2 separate regions of the Macaca mulatta genome follow, and region 2 is linked to region 1. Evidence: chromatin contacts called from public Hi-C data. All regions are on one chromosome and are shown on one strand. Each heading gives the region's core, a stretch centred on a gene start, on an enhancer-like site or on the middle of the called end of the contact. The rest is flanking DNA. Distances are from core to core; before and after follow the strand shown.

Region 1 (5,822 bases), core at 853-3,352:
GGCATCATGGAACAGACTTTTTATTCCTTTCTTTTTTTTTTTTTTTGAGACAGAGTCTCACTGTGTTGTCCAGGCTGGAGTGCAGTGGCGTGATTTTGGCTCACTGGAACTTCCGCCTCCTGGGTTCAAGCGATTCTCATGCCTCTGCCTCCGGAGTAGCTGGGACTACAGGCGCCCACCACCACGCCCGGCTAAATTTTTGTGTTTTTAGTAGAGATGGTGTTTCGCCATGTTGGTCAGGGTGGTCTCGAACTCCTGACCTCAGGTGATCCGCCCACCTCGGCCTCCCAGTATTGGGATTACAGGTGTGAGCCACCGTGCCCGATGCGACCAGACTTTTAAATAAAAGTGTCTACTGGCATGTGGGTGGGTGGCTGGGTGTTCTGTCTACTTGAGCCACGTCCCTCACTCTGGGTCCGGCGGGCTCTATACAAAGAGCTCTGCAATGCGTAGTGGGGAGAACCCGGGGTGGAGAGGCAGCGGTCCGTGGCGCTTGGCATGGGCTCGCCCTCTCTCCCTGGGTGGCCGGGACGTGTCACTAGACCTCGCCTCTCCGGGTCTGACGGTTGGCTTAGGGTCCCTCAAGGCTCGGGCATTTTCAGGACAGTCCCCCGCCCTCCTCCCGCAAGCCATGAGTCTCAGCTGCGCGTGGCGCGTTGGTGGCACAGGTTTGGGGCGGGAGCCGGGAGGAGGCTCCGGGTCAAGTCATCCCCGGAGGTAAGGTCGCGGCGACTCCCTGGGACGCGCCGGCCCTGCCTGGGCTGCGGGAGGAACCGCGGTCGGCCCGTCCCCCAAACATTTCCGACGGGCGCCTGCGCCCCGCGAGGCTTCCGAGGGCCGGGCTGGGCGGGGGAGACCCAGCACGGCCCGGGTTCGCGCTCCCGGGCTGCCTGCCCGCCCGTCAGCTAGGTGCCCGCGGCCACGGGGCGCCGAGGCTCCCCGAGGGCGGGCTGCGGGCTGCGCGCTGCGCTGGGCCGGGCCGCTGCAAGGCCTGGGCGAGCGAGCGAGCGGAGCGGGGCGGCGGGGGTGCGTGTGTGCGGAGACCGCGCGGGAACGCGAGCCGCCGGCCCGGGAAGGGTGGGTCGGGGAGCGGCGGCGGCCGCAGGAGGAGCGACCCGGGAACCGGAGGCCGGCCGGGCTGGCGGGCAGGAGCCGCGGGGGGGAGGGCGGAGCGCGGAGGGCGGAGACGGGGCCGCGGAAGGGAGGGGGCCGCGGGGCGCGGCCGCGGGGCGGGGCGCCGGGACCTGGGGAAGATAAGAGCGTGCTCGGGGGAGTGAGGGCGGGAGCGAGGGAGGGGCGGGGGACTTAGAGACCAAAGAGGAGACAAAAGGACGGGGTGGGTGGGAGGGGCATAGACGAGCGGGGTAGGGGAGGGGCGCCGGGGGACGCCTCGCGGGGAGGGGTGTGTGTGTACCGCGGGGGGGCATAGTGTGGGAGGGACTTAGAGAGGGACATGAAGGGACAACATAAGAAGGGAGCGCGGGGGTACGGAGAAAAGGGGGGCGGGAGTGCTCCACCACGCTCGCCACGAAGGCAAAGGGAGGCCGCGAAGGGGAGGCCGCTGGGACTGGCCACACACAGGGACGGGGGTCCTGGGGATGGACAGTCCGCGAGGGAAGGGGATCGGAGCTTCCGCGGTCTCGGGAGGGGAAGGGGGAGCCGACACGGGGAAAGGGGGTGGTGCGGGGACCCGAGGGTGGAGGCGGATGGGCGTGTGTGCAGCGCTGAGGGCAGGGATTTAACGCCGCTGTTCAGGATGACCCAAAGACCACGGTGGGGGCTGCACAGACGGGACGGGGCTACCGATGCAGGAGAACTGCCCAGGGGAAAGTGGGACCTACAAGGGTTAGAGAAGGGTGGCGGGGGCGGCCTCGGACTCGGCAGGAAGGCGCCACCACCGCCCTCTGCCCGTCCCCAGTGTGCCCCGCCCCGTCCGGGGGCCCTAAGGGCAGCGGCCTGGGCCGTGGGGGAGCCGAGCCAGGGCGGAACCATTCGGAACAGAGAGGGGGGCTTGGGGGGAAGGGAGGAGCCAGGGGTCAGAACCCTGTTGGGGGCGGGGGGGCGCCACACCCTGGGAAAAAGGCTTGGGCACATCCAGAATGGACCAATCAGCGAGCAAGGCCAGGGTGGCGTCAAGGGGCAGCTTCGGCCAATGGGAAGGGAGAACACTTCGGAGGTTCGGAGGAAGAAAAGAAAAAAAAGCCCCACGAAACAACAATCGAATCCGTTTGGGGGCTTGGAAGGCTGGGAATGGGCGTCGTTTATGGCACGTTCCGGCACCTGCCCTCTCCTTTGAAGGATGGGGTCGCTTGCATCACTCCTGGGTAGTGGGGAGCAAACGGAGCTGAAGAGGGTCCCGGGAAAGTAGACGGGGATTGGCCGTTTACCGGGGACACTTGATTGGGTGCTTCAATTTGGGGGGTGGGTGGGACAGAGGTAGCAGCTTTGTGCTCAAGAGTGCAAGAGAATGTTGTGGTCTCTTAAACGGAGGCAGGAGTGGGCAGGGGTCCCGCATCCCCTATCACTGGCTACTGACTTAAGTGTCAACCAGCGAGTGGATCGTGGATAATCTCAAGCCAATGGATAACTTAAGCATGCCTTTTGGGCACTGAACACTGCTCAACATACTCATTTCTCTTCCCTTTCCAGAGGATGAGCAATGGTAGGGGGCCACAGGGGACCGCTGGGCAATTCATAGAAATTTATCCTTTGGCTTTTCACTTCAGTTTGATGTGTAACACTAGATACATCGCTCTATTCTGAGAATTTTCTCCCGTGAAGATACTGGGACTAGCTACCATTGAGGTCTAAACATTTTGGAACTGATTTGGAGAGTGGTGTGCTCAGAAGAGAAGGCCGTATCTGTTGGGGGGATTGCAAAAGAAAATTTGGGAGTGGTACAACTTTTGGCCCAGGGATTCCAAATGTCTTGAAAACCCCTGAAACTTTATGTAAAATGCCATACAAATGTGTGTGTGTGTGCACATTTTTCTGGAGATAGTTCATAACGTTCAGCATATTTTTAGAGGGACCTGTGACACAAAAACGAACCCACTGTGGTCTAAGAATGCTGGGGATGGGACTGAATCTCCAAGGCAGGAGGCAAGGTGCAGTAGTGGTATCATTTTGGAATTAGGTTTCCCAAATTCCTTGTTAGGAAATTGAGCTGCAGGGGCTCTTTCCATATATTTCTTGCCATCCAAAGGCAGGCCAAGTTCCTCAGAGCTGAGAAGCCCATGTGAACTGTCACATAGCAAAGCAATGCTTGAATAAACTACACTTTCAATCAATGGTGAGGAGTGGGCCCTGAGTTAGGAAGGAAAGGCAGTAGAGGTTTACTTCTGAAATCACATCTACCTTTATCTACAAAATAAGGGTAAAACCTCCTGGTCTTCTTATGAGAAAATAAGTAGAAGGTTATATGCGAGATATTGTAGACAGCAGCCTGTACAAGCCGGGAAGCTGACACACGTGAAAAAAATGGCTGTGGCTAGACTTGTGGGGACAGAACCCAGCTTTGGCACCGTCCTGGTCTTAGGATCAGTCTAGGGCAGAATCCAATTGCAGTTTGTACATCCTCTTTCTAGGTTCAGAGGTTAAAATATACAATATTTTATCATTATTAACCCTGTCTCTTCCAGTTGGCAGTTATCAATGGTGGATCATATCTGATGTGATATATTTGATTACAGACTACAGTGAATTTTCTCCACTTCGATTTAGGACCAACTACATAATCCTTGGTAAGAAAAGGAAGTCCCTGACAAGTGCAACTCGAGAAATGCAATGCTGGAGAATCCAAAGGTGTCTGACTTGAATGAAATGATTCCACTGGGGGACAATGCAACATATACTCCGGGTAAATAGATTAAAAAATGCCTTTATTTTTAAAATGTGGCTCAACTACATGCAATGTACTGAGCCAGTTTTGGAATCCACCCTGTACCAGAGTAAAAGTGGACCAAAGGAAGTGAAGTCAGGGCTCCTGGCTGTCACTCCTCCAGCAACTCAATCTACAGAGCTTTTCTTCAGCTGTTTTTTGTGACGTGTGGTGATTCGTTTTGGATTCCTCTGTATGACAGACAGGTCCGACCTTGAGGAAGACCGGTAGCCCACATCCTCTGCTTTTATGGGGTTAATGATATGGCCTGGCTTGGTGACGACCTTGGGAGTAGTCAGCTTTTGGAAAGCCCTCTGGGTGTTCCATGTGGATCCTATGGGGGTCTGGATGGTCCTTTCAAATTGCCAATGGTGGGTAAATGGATATGGAAGCACTCGTACCTGGAAAGGAAGGAGAATGATTTGGTATGAGGCAGGCCTGGGGTGCAGTTATACACTGTTCTGACAACTCTCATCAGGTACTATTTTGGTACAGGCCACGGTTCCACATGATGACTGCAACTGAAGAGACTGAGAGGTTAAGGCATCCCATCGCTCCCATCTGCTCTTAGGAGTCAAATCTGCTTGATGACATTTGGGAGTAGGGGGGCCTAAGTTGGCTCTGGATCCCCTGTTTATTCAACAATTCAGGGTCTAAAAAAACCAACCTGACACTACTTCTGTCTTTGTTTTTGTTTTCTTTTTTGAGACAGAGTCTCACTCTGTTGCCCAGGCTGGAGTGCAGTGGGGTGATCTCTGCTCACTGCAACCTCTGCCTACCAAGTAGCTGGGATTACAAGTGACACTGTCCCTATCCAGCTACAGGAGCTCCAGGGCTGTTGTCCCAGAGTGAGCTTTCCTATGTAACACTGTGACTGCAAGAATCCAGACCATTTTGTATCCCTGTGGATTTTATAACTTTTCTACCCTCTTTATGCTCTCAGTCTCCTCCTTCCCTCTCTTAGGATTGATGTTTCAAGGAACCCGAATCCTGAACTCTACCAGGCCATTACACTTAAAGTTTCATCTTTTTTGTTTGTTTGTTTTTGTTTGGGTTTTTTTTTTTTTTTTTTTTTTTTTTTTTTGAGATGGAGTCTCGCTGTCGCCCAGGCTGGAGTGCAGTGGTGTGATCTCAGCTCACTGCAAGCTCTGCCTCCTGGGTTCACGCCATTCTCCTGCCTCAGCCTCCTGAGTAGCTGGGACTACAGGTGCCTGCCACCATGCCCGGCTAATATTTTTGAATTTTTTTTTTTAGTAGAGACAGGGTTTCACCGTGTTAGCCAGGATGGTCTCGATCTCCTGACCTCATGATCCGCCCACGTCGGCCTCCCAAAGTGCTGGGATTACAGGCGTGAGCCACCACACCCGGCCCACTTGGCTTCATCTTCTTTTGGCACCACAGAATGTAGAGCTGGAAGGCCCTAGATATTGGCAATGGTCATCTCTGGCCTGAAAATTTGGCTTAGAGGGAGGAAATGATGGAGCTAAGTAAATGAGGAGCAGCATTGGAGAACAGAACCCAAAGCTCCTGTTTCCTTGCCTGGTATTCCTCCACCACATTTCTACCTTCAGACATTTAAATAATCTTTCAACACTTCCGCAATGGCCAAAGGAGGAAGACACGTAAGCAGAAAATGGGGATGTAAAAATCAGTAGTCTTTGGCAGGGCACGGTGGCTCACACCTGTAATCCCCGCACTTTGGGAGACCGAGGCAGGCAGATCACTTGAGGTCAGGAGTTCAAGACCAGCCTGTCTAACATGCTGAAACCCCGTCTCTACTAATACAAAAATAAGCTGGGCGTAGTGGCGCATGCCTGTAATCCCAGCTACTCAGGAGGTTGAGACAGGAGAATAGCTTGAACCTGGGAGGTGGAGGTTGCAGTGAGCTGGGATCATGCCACTGCATTCCAGCCTGGGTGACAGAGTGAGACTCCATCTGAAA
Region 2 (5,877 bases), core at 1,642-4,141, 91 kb before region 1:
GAAGGAACAGAACCATGCCTTGTGAGGACTCCAGGAAACATGAAGAAGTCGTATTACAGTGTTCAATGCTACAGGCAAAGAAACAGCCCACCTTGTTTATCCAGGGCAGGGCAGGCTTGGGTGTTTATTCAATTACAGAGAAGTGAAGGCTTTATAAGTAGCCTACAAAGGACCAGACAGCGGAGGTGGCAGGTGTGTGAGTGGAAGTGGCTCTGCCTACCTGCTCTGCGGGTCAAGAAGGGACATAACCAAAACCAGGATGAAAAGAAAGTCAGGAGGCTCAGACAGAAGTGTAACCTGCCTCATTTTGGCCTTTGCCAAATTCCTGCACGAAGATGCCATCATCAGATCTGGAGGAAAGTGACCAGACCACGTGCCAAATCCAGCTGCCTCAATGCAAAACCCTTAGACACATCCATGGAGGAAGAATGACCTACGTTCCAACAACTGAAGCTCCCCCCAAATCAAGTAGGATGCCTTGATTGGTGGTGTTCTCTGCATTACTGGAGGTGTGTTCATGAAAAGGCTGGCTGGCTACCTGTCAAGAATGCTGTGGAGATCTCTATCTCTGCATTGGGTGGCAAACTGGACCAGGCAACCTTGAAGGTCCTTCTGGTTCCAAGTGCCAATACGTTCCACAGGAAGCTTCCATGCTAGGAAACCAGGTGCCATTAGAGAAGATTAGGTGATACACAAAAGCTCCTCTTCATCCTAACACAAGTGGCTGAGGCCAACAGCTTGACAACTTATTCCTGATCAATCTATTATTGCTCTAGCAGAAGAAAGAGAAAATTGTTCCCACTCTGTCACATAGTTGATGAAAATTAGCTCAATTACTCTCTTGAACGTAGAGATGGGTATCATATATATCTCCACTTAAACAGAGCCGGAAATGAGGTTAAGCCGTCTTTGCATTATAGCAAACCTGGAATCTACTACCCACTCAATATGAGGTTATTCAGTTTTAGCTAAAAAGGAGACAGCGGATGTTTACTGGCAGCTCAGGATGAATACATTATAGGAGGCAATCAATTGCTGCTTCCAGGGTAGAGGTCAGAGAACGAGAGTGAGAGACAGAGGTGTTCTTATAAAACCCAGAGATGTGCTTTTTGCTTATTTAGAAATCCACTATAGGAATGGGCCTGAACAGTACTCAGTGGAACATACTGATACTAGCGTCTTGTGACAGTCTGTGCCTCCAGGATGGTATATCACAGCATTTGATGTGATCAGAGAAAGCCTGGTTTTCTCTTTGGGCTGCCTGCCTTCTTAACTCAGGTCCAACAAAAATGATGCCACTTTGGGTCACCTCAAAGCTTCACTCAGTCTCTGAATAATCACTGTGGCTTTAACGGATAAAGCAATGCTGTGCCCGTTTCTACTTGAAGTTCTTCTGTTGGTTTGAAGAACCCACTGTACTTCTTTTTAGCTTAGAGGCTGCAAGTATCCCAGGAAAGGCAGCCGATGCCCTCTGTCTTCTTGAACCCAAGATTCTAGGAGAGAGAACCCGTCCTCCCAAAAGACTCGACTCCCTCAAGCCAACCAGAGAACTCCCTGGTATCCAGTTGTCCCATGCCAAGGATGTCACCGTGGCCTTGCCCACAGGTTCAGACTTCTATAAGAAACTGGAGGGCTTGGGCCTTCATGTCCTCTGCTCACCTGCAGGCCAATCCGAACTCATTCAGTGTCAACCCAAAGCCAAAGGCTGGGAGCTGGAGTTGAGTGACCCCCTCTGGCAGCTGGAGATCATAGCACCGGGTTTCTCTGGGTCCCGAAGCCTTTGGCTGGCGTAGAGATGCCCGAGGGTTCCCAGAAGCCAAACAGGCTGCGGCGACAGCAGAGCCCTGGCCAGCCTTACCTGCTCTCCCTTTCCGCCGCTGCTCATCTTCTTGCTCCGTCAGGTACTCCCCAGTCTGATATTTTCGGCTCTTCTGCCGTCTTCGTTTCTTCCTCTTCAGCAGGCCCTCCTCCTCCTCTTCCTCCTCCTCCTCATTGGTGTCCCACATTTGCCGGGCAGCCTCTGTCCTCCAGGGCATTTCTCGGGCTCGCCACAGGTGCCTTCGACCCTGGCTCAGCAGAGACTTGTCCTGGGCATGGTGGCTGCGATACTGGGTGTCCCGTTGGGTCTTTCTCACCTTTCGACGCTTAGCTGGGGTGGGGGTTACCTCTTCTTCTTCTTCTGTGGGGAAGACTTCCTGGCTTCCCATGTCACTGTCTGCCATGCCAGCAAAGGAGCTACAGATGCTTCCTGTGGACGGGATGTACAGAGGATGGTCAGGTACTTCTTCAAAGGACAAAGCATGGTGTCGAAGTGAATGCCCTGGACTAGGAGTTTGAAGGTCTGGGTTCAAGTTCAGGCTCTGCCAGTAATAAGCTGTACCCTTCGGGAAAGTTCCTTCAGTGCAGTCTCCTCATCTATAAAATGGGGATACTGTTCTCCCCTTACTGACCTCACAGGGCTGTTTTGAGGCTCAAATAAGATCTTTCACGCATATGTGCTTTACAGAGTCCAATATACCAGACAACATCAAGTATTAAAAACATACACCCTTACTCATCCACGTTACAGTGTTACCTGAATTCACACCCAAAACGCTTGCTTAGCTCTTATAAGGTGCCAAGTATTTTGTGAAGGGCAGGAGAGGGCCACAGGTCCCTGGGAAATCAGGGGCTAGGAGAGGGCAATTGGGGTCTCAGACAGGGCAAGGGAGGACATACTCCTTTTGTGGCACCGCCAATCTTGGGGACAGAGCCACCCAGGCCAAGCAGAATCATCACAAGAGAAAAGTCTCAAGAAAAGCAAAGCAAGAAGGAGTCCCTTTCCTGTGATCTGTGAGAGTCTGGTTGGGTCACGCCCAAATGCACCCAGGCACGCCCACTTCCCTTAAATTGACCCCACCTCCTCCTGACTTGCCAAGAGTTCAGGGGTGGAGCTTCCTCCCAGGCGCCTCCCTCCACCGGGTTGTAGCTGTTCCTCACTGCTGGACAAGCGCTTCCCCCTCCTCCCCCACCACCCCAGGATGGATGATACCTTTCCTGCCTTCCTCAGCCACCTTGCCAAGAGGACATTTTCTCTGTCCACTCTTTCCTTCAACTCTGCTAACAACAAAAGTACATCCTAAATTGGCCTGGTTTCACACTACAGGAGATTTGACACCTTCCTCCTCGGAAGCAGCTGTGAGATACCACCATCTTTCTCCCAAGGCCCAGCTATTAACTCAACAGTCCCCAGACCCAAGCAAGGTCAGCAGAAGAAAGAAATGGTTCGAGGCAAATAGAGTAAGTAGCCCTTGACCAAAGCTTCAAGTTAGTCAGACTGCTAAAAGACAGCAAATAACAGCATACTTTCCGTTATATAGGCCAGGCAAAACAAAGTGCTCTGGTTAATCTAATATTCTGGTTAATACAGAATCATCATAGAGATCACAAAGGAATCACCAATTTCCAAAGAATCAAATACGGTACAATGTGTTTAACACTAAAATAGAACTGGCTGTAATGTAGTCGCTCTTTGATAATTCAGAGGACACTTCAGGATTTTGCAAGGCCTCCAGGCCATCATTATGAGCCCCAATTACCACCTCACTTGCCATGTGCTAAGGTGCTAGTTAATAGAATGTCAGATAACTGAGTTTACACTATACCTTGCTTCCCCATTCTATCCAATTTGCATGGAAATTGGGTGAATGGGGCAACCATCTCCAGCTCTGGATACCAGTGTGGAGGCTAGCAGAAGGTAGTGGTGGCTAGAAAGGGCTAGCTTCTTTTAGTCCCTGGAGGTTGACCAATACAAATTCAGGGAGCCAAATGTGATTCTGCCAGCCCTGACGATTCAATGACTTTTCCAGTTTTGAGGATGCCTGTCACACAGGGCAATAAGACCAAGGTCAAAAGTTAAAAGTCTGTGCCTGAGATTGGCCCCAGTAATGACAAGGTGCCAAAGCTTGGAGTTGAACAGGCTTTCCTGAGTGGCACAGGCCTTACCTCTTTCCACCATCAGCTCCCAACAAGAGATGCCAAATCCCTGCTCTGAAAAGTTGAACAAATAGTCCTCAAAGTGGGCAATATTTGAGGACTCTTTGTCCCCTGCCCCCACCCAGGGCTCTCTTATCTCTGCAAGGAGCTGGGCATTGTGGCACAGCGAATCAAATTCCCAACTCGACACCTGGGCCCATGGTAAAACTGCTCAACCAGATTTAGATCTCTCTTTTCATAGAGGATGCCTAGAGGGGCCATCACCTTAGTCTCACTCACCAGACTGACTGCGCGTGCGGGTGCTCAGAACCACAGGAATAAAGTCACGGAAACTGCTCTTTGCTTTCTTTTCCAAGGAACCTGGAGTGATGTGTGGTTTGGGGACAGAAGGCAGCAATGTTACAATCAAAGCCTAAAGACCAGAAAGCCCACCTATAAGGCTCAGGGCGGGGAGACTGAGAAAGAGTTTGTGTTTACCCTGTGGTTACTCTGGGTTACATTTATTTGGTCCCCTTACATGACCATGTGTCTCTCGTAGACAATGCATGGTTCCAGGTGGTTTTTAAAAACTGGGAGTTTGGTCACTTTTGCTGATATCAGAAAAGGCAGTGCACAGTATCAACTGGATGGTGTGCCAGAAAGTAGGAAAGTAGGAGGCCCCACTGCCCTTAGGACTCTGAGGTTGCTGCACCTCAACAAAGTTCTGCTGGGCATGGTGGCTCATGCCTGTAATCCCAGCACTTTGGGAGGCCGAGATGGGTGGATCACCTGAGGTCAGGAGATTGAGACCAGCATGACCAACATGGTGAAACCCTGCCTCTACTAAAAATACAAAAATTCGCCGGGCATGGTGGTGCTCACCTACATGTAGTCCCAGATACTCGGGAGGCTGAGGAAGGAGAATCACTTGAACCCGGGATGCAGAGTTTGCAGTGAGCTGAGATTTCGCCACTGCACTCCAGCCTGGGTAACAGAGTGAGACTCCATCTCAAACAAAACAAAACAAAACAAAACAAAACAAAAAAAAGTTCTACCTGAGCTGGAGCAGGTCACAGAGGAGGGCAACCTCAGTGAATCTTGGAGGATTGAGTGAGGCGGGAAGATGGGAACAAGGAGCCAGTGAACAGAGAAAAACGGCTAAGAACAGATCAGGCCGGACGCGGTTGCTGACGCCTGTGATCCCAACACTTTGGAAGGCTGAGGCAGGGAAATAGCTTGAGCCCAGGAGTTCAAGACCAGCCTGGGAAACATGGTGAAACCCCATCTCTTCAAAAACTACAAACATCAGCCAGATGTTTGTGAGTAGCTAGTACATGCCTGTGGTCCCAGCTACTCAGGAGGCTGAGGTCGGAGGATCACTTGAGCTCAGGAGGTTGAGGCTGCAGTGAGCCGAGATTGTGCCACTGAACTCCCTCTAGCCTGGGAAACAAAGCGAGACTCTGTCTCAAAACAAAAAATCAAAACAAAACCAAAAAAATAGACCAGAAGAGGCAGGTCATAGTCATGTCAGATGGGCAAGACCATGCACCTGGACTCCTATGCTCAGGAATGCTGGGGATTCTCTCCCTGATAAGGGTGCCCAGAAACTATTAGTGGCAAAACGGACAGGTTAGGGACACATACCAGCCCCTTCCTCCCAAACATTCTGTGTGTCCCTAAGTGACAATAAACGTTTAAGATTTCTCTAAACTCTCCTAGCTAACTAGCTAACTATTGATTTTTATCTTTTCAGAATGGCAGTTTTCCAGTATACCCAAAGACAGCATAATGAACCCCCATTCTGTGGTTTTTGTCTAAATTCTCCTTAAACTTGTTTCTTTGAGCCTAGACCCATCACGGGGAAATGGGTCGGCTACTGTGTTGTGGGCCTGGTGTTTGTGTCTGAAAACCACTTCCTTCAGC

The links. A called contact is a pair of places that touch in the nucleus more often than the background predicts.
Region 2: a Hi-C map of blood shows a contact between it and region 1, with 5 times the contacts expected there. The contact joins two enhancer-like sites. A contact is called at or near these places in 3 of 14 Hi-C or Micro-C datasets (blood, cortical neurons and liver).

The regions. Positions count from the first base shown.
Region 1 is chrX:136,383,686-136,389,507 of T2T-MMU8v2.0, reverse strand. UTP14A (UTP14A small subunit processome component) reads right to left here. Exons shown (of 15, transcript XM_015128180.3): 15 at 3,865-4,281. The coding sequence ends at 4,009. Among named protein-coding and RNA genes, the nearest start is that of UTP14A, 25 kb to the right of the region's middle. Within about 2 kb of position 2,102, at least 25 of the 40 cell types and tissues checked have an H3K27ac peak or open chromatin away from gene starts, as enhancers often do. A contact at or near this core is called in blood, where this site is marked.
Region 2 is chrX:136,475,210-136,481,086 of T2T-MMU8v2.0, reverse strand. BCORL1 (BCL6 corepressor like 1) reads right to left here. Exons shown (of 15, transcript XM_077989583.1): 7 at 4,255-4,335; 8 at 1,859-2,248. Among named protein-coding and RNA genes, the nearest start is that of BCORL1, 45 kb to the right of the region's middle. Within about 2 kb of position 2,891, at least 13 of the 40 cell types and tissues checked have an H3K27ac peak or open chromatin away from gene starts, as enhancers often do. A contact at or near this core is called in blood, where this site is marked.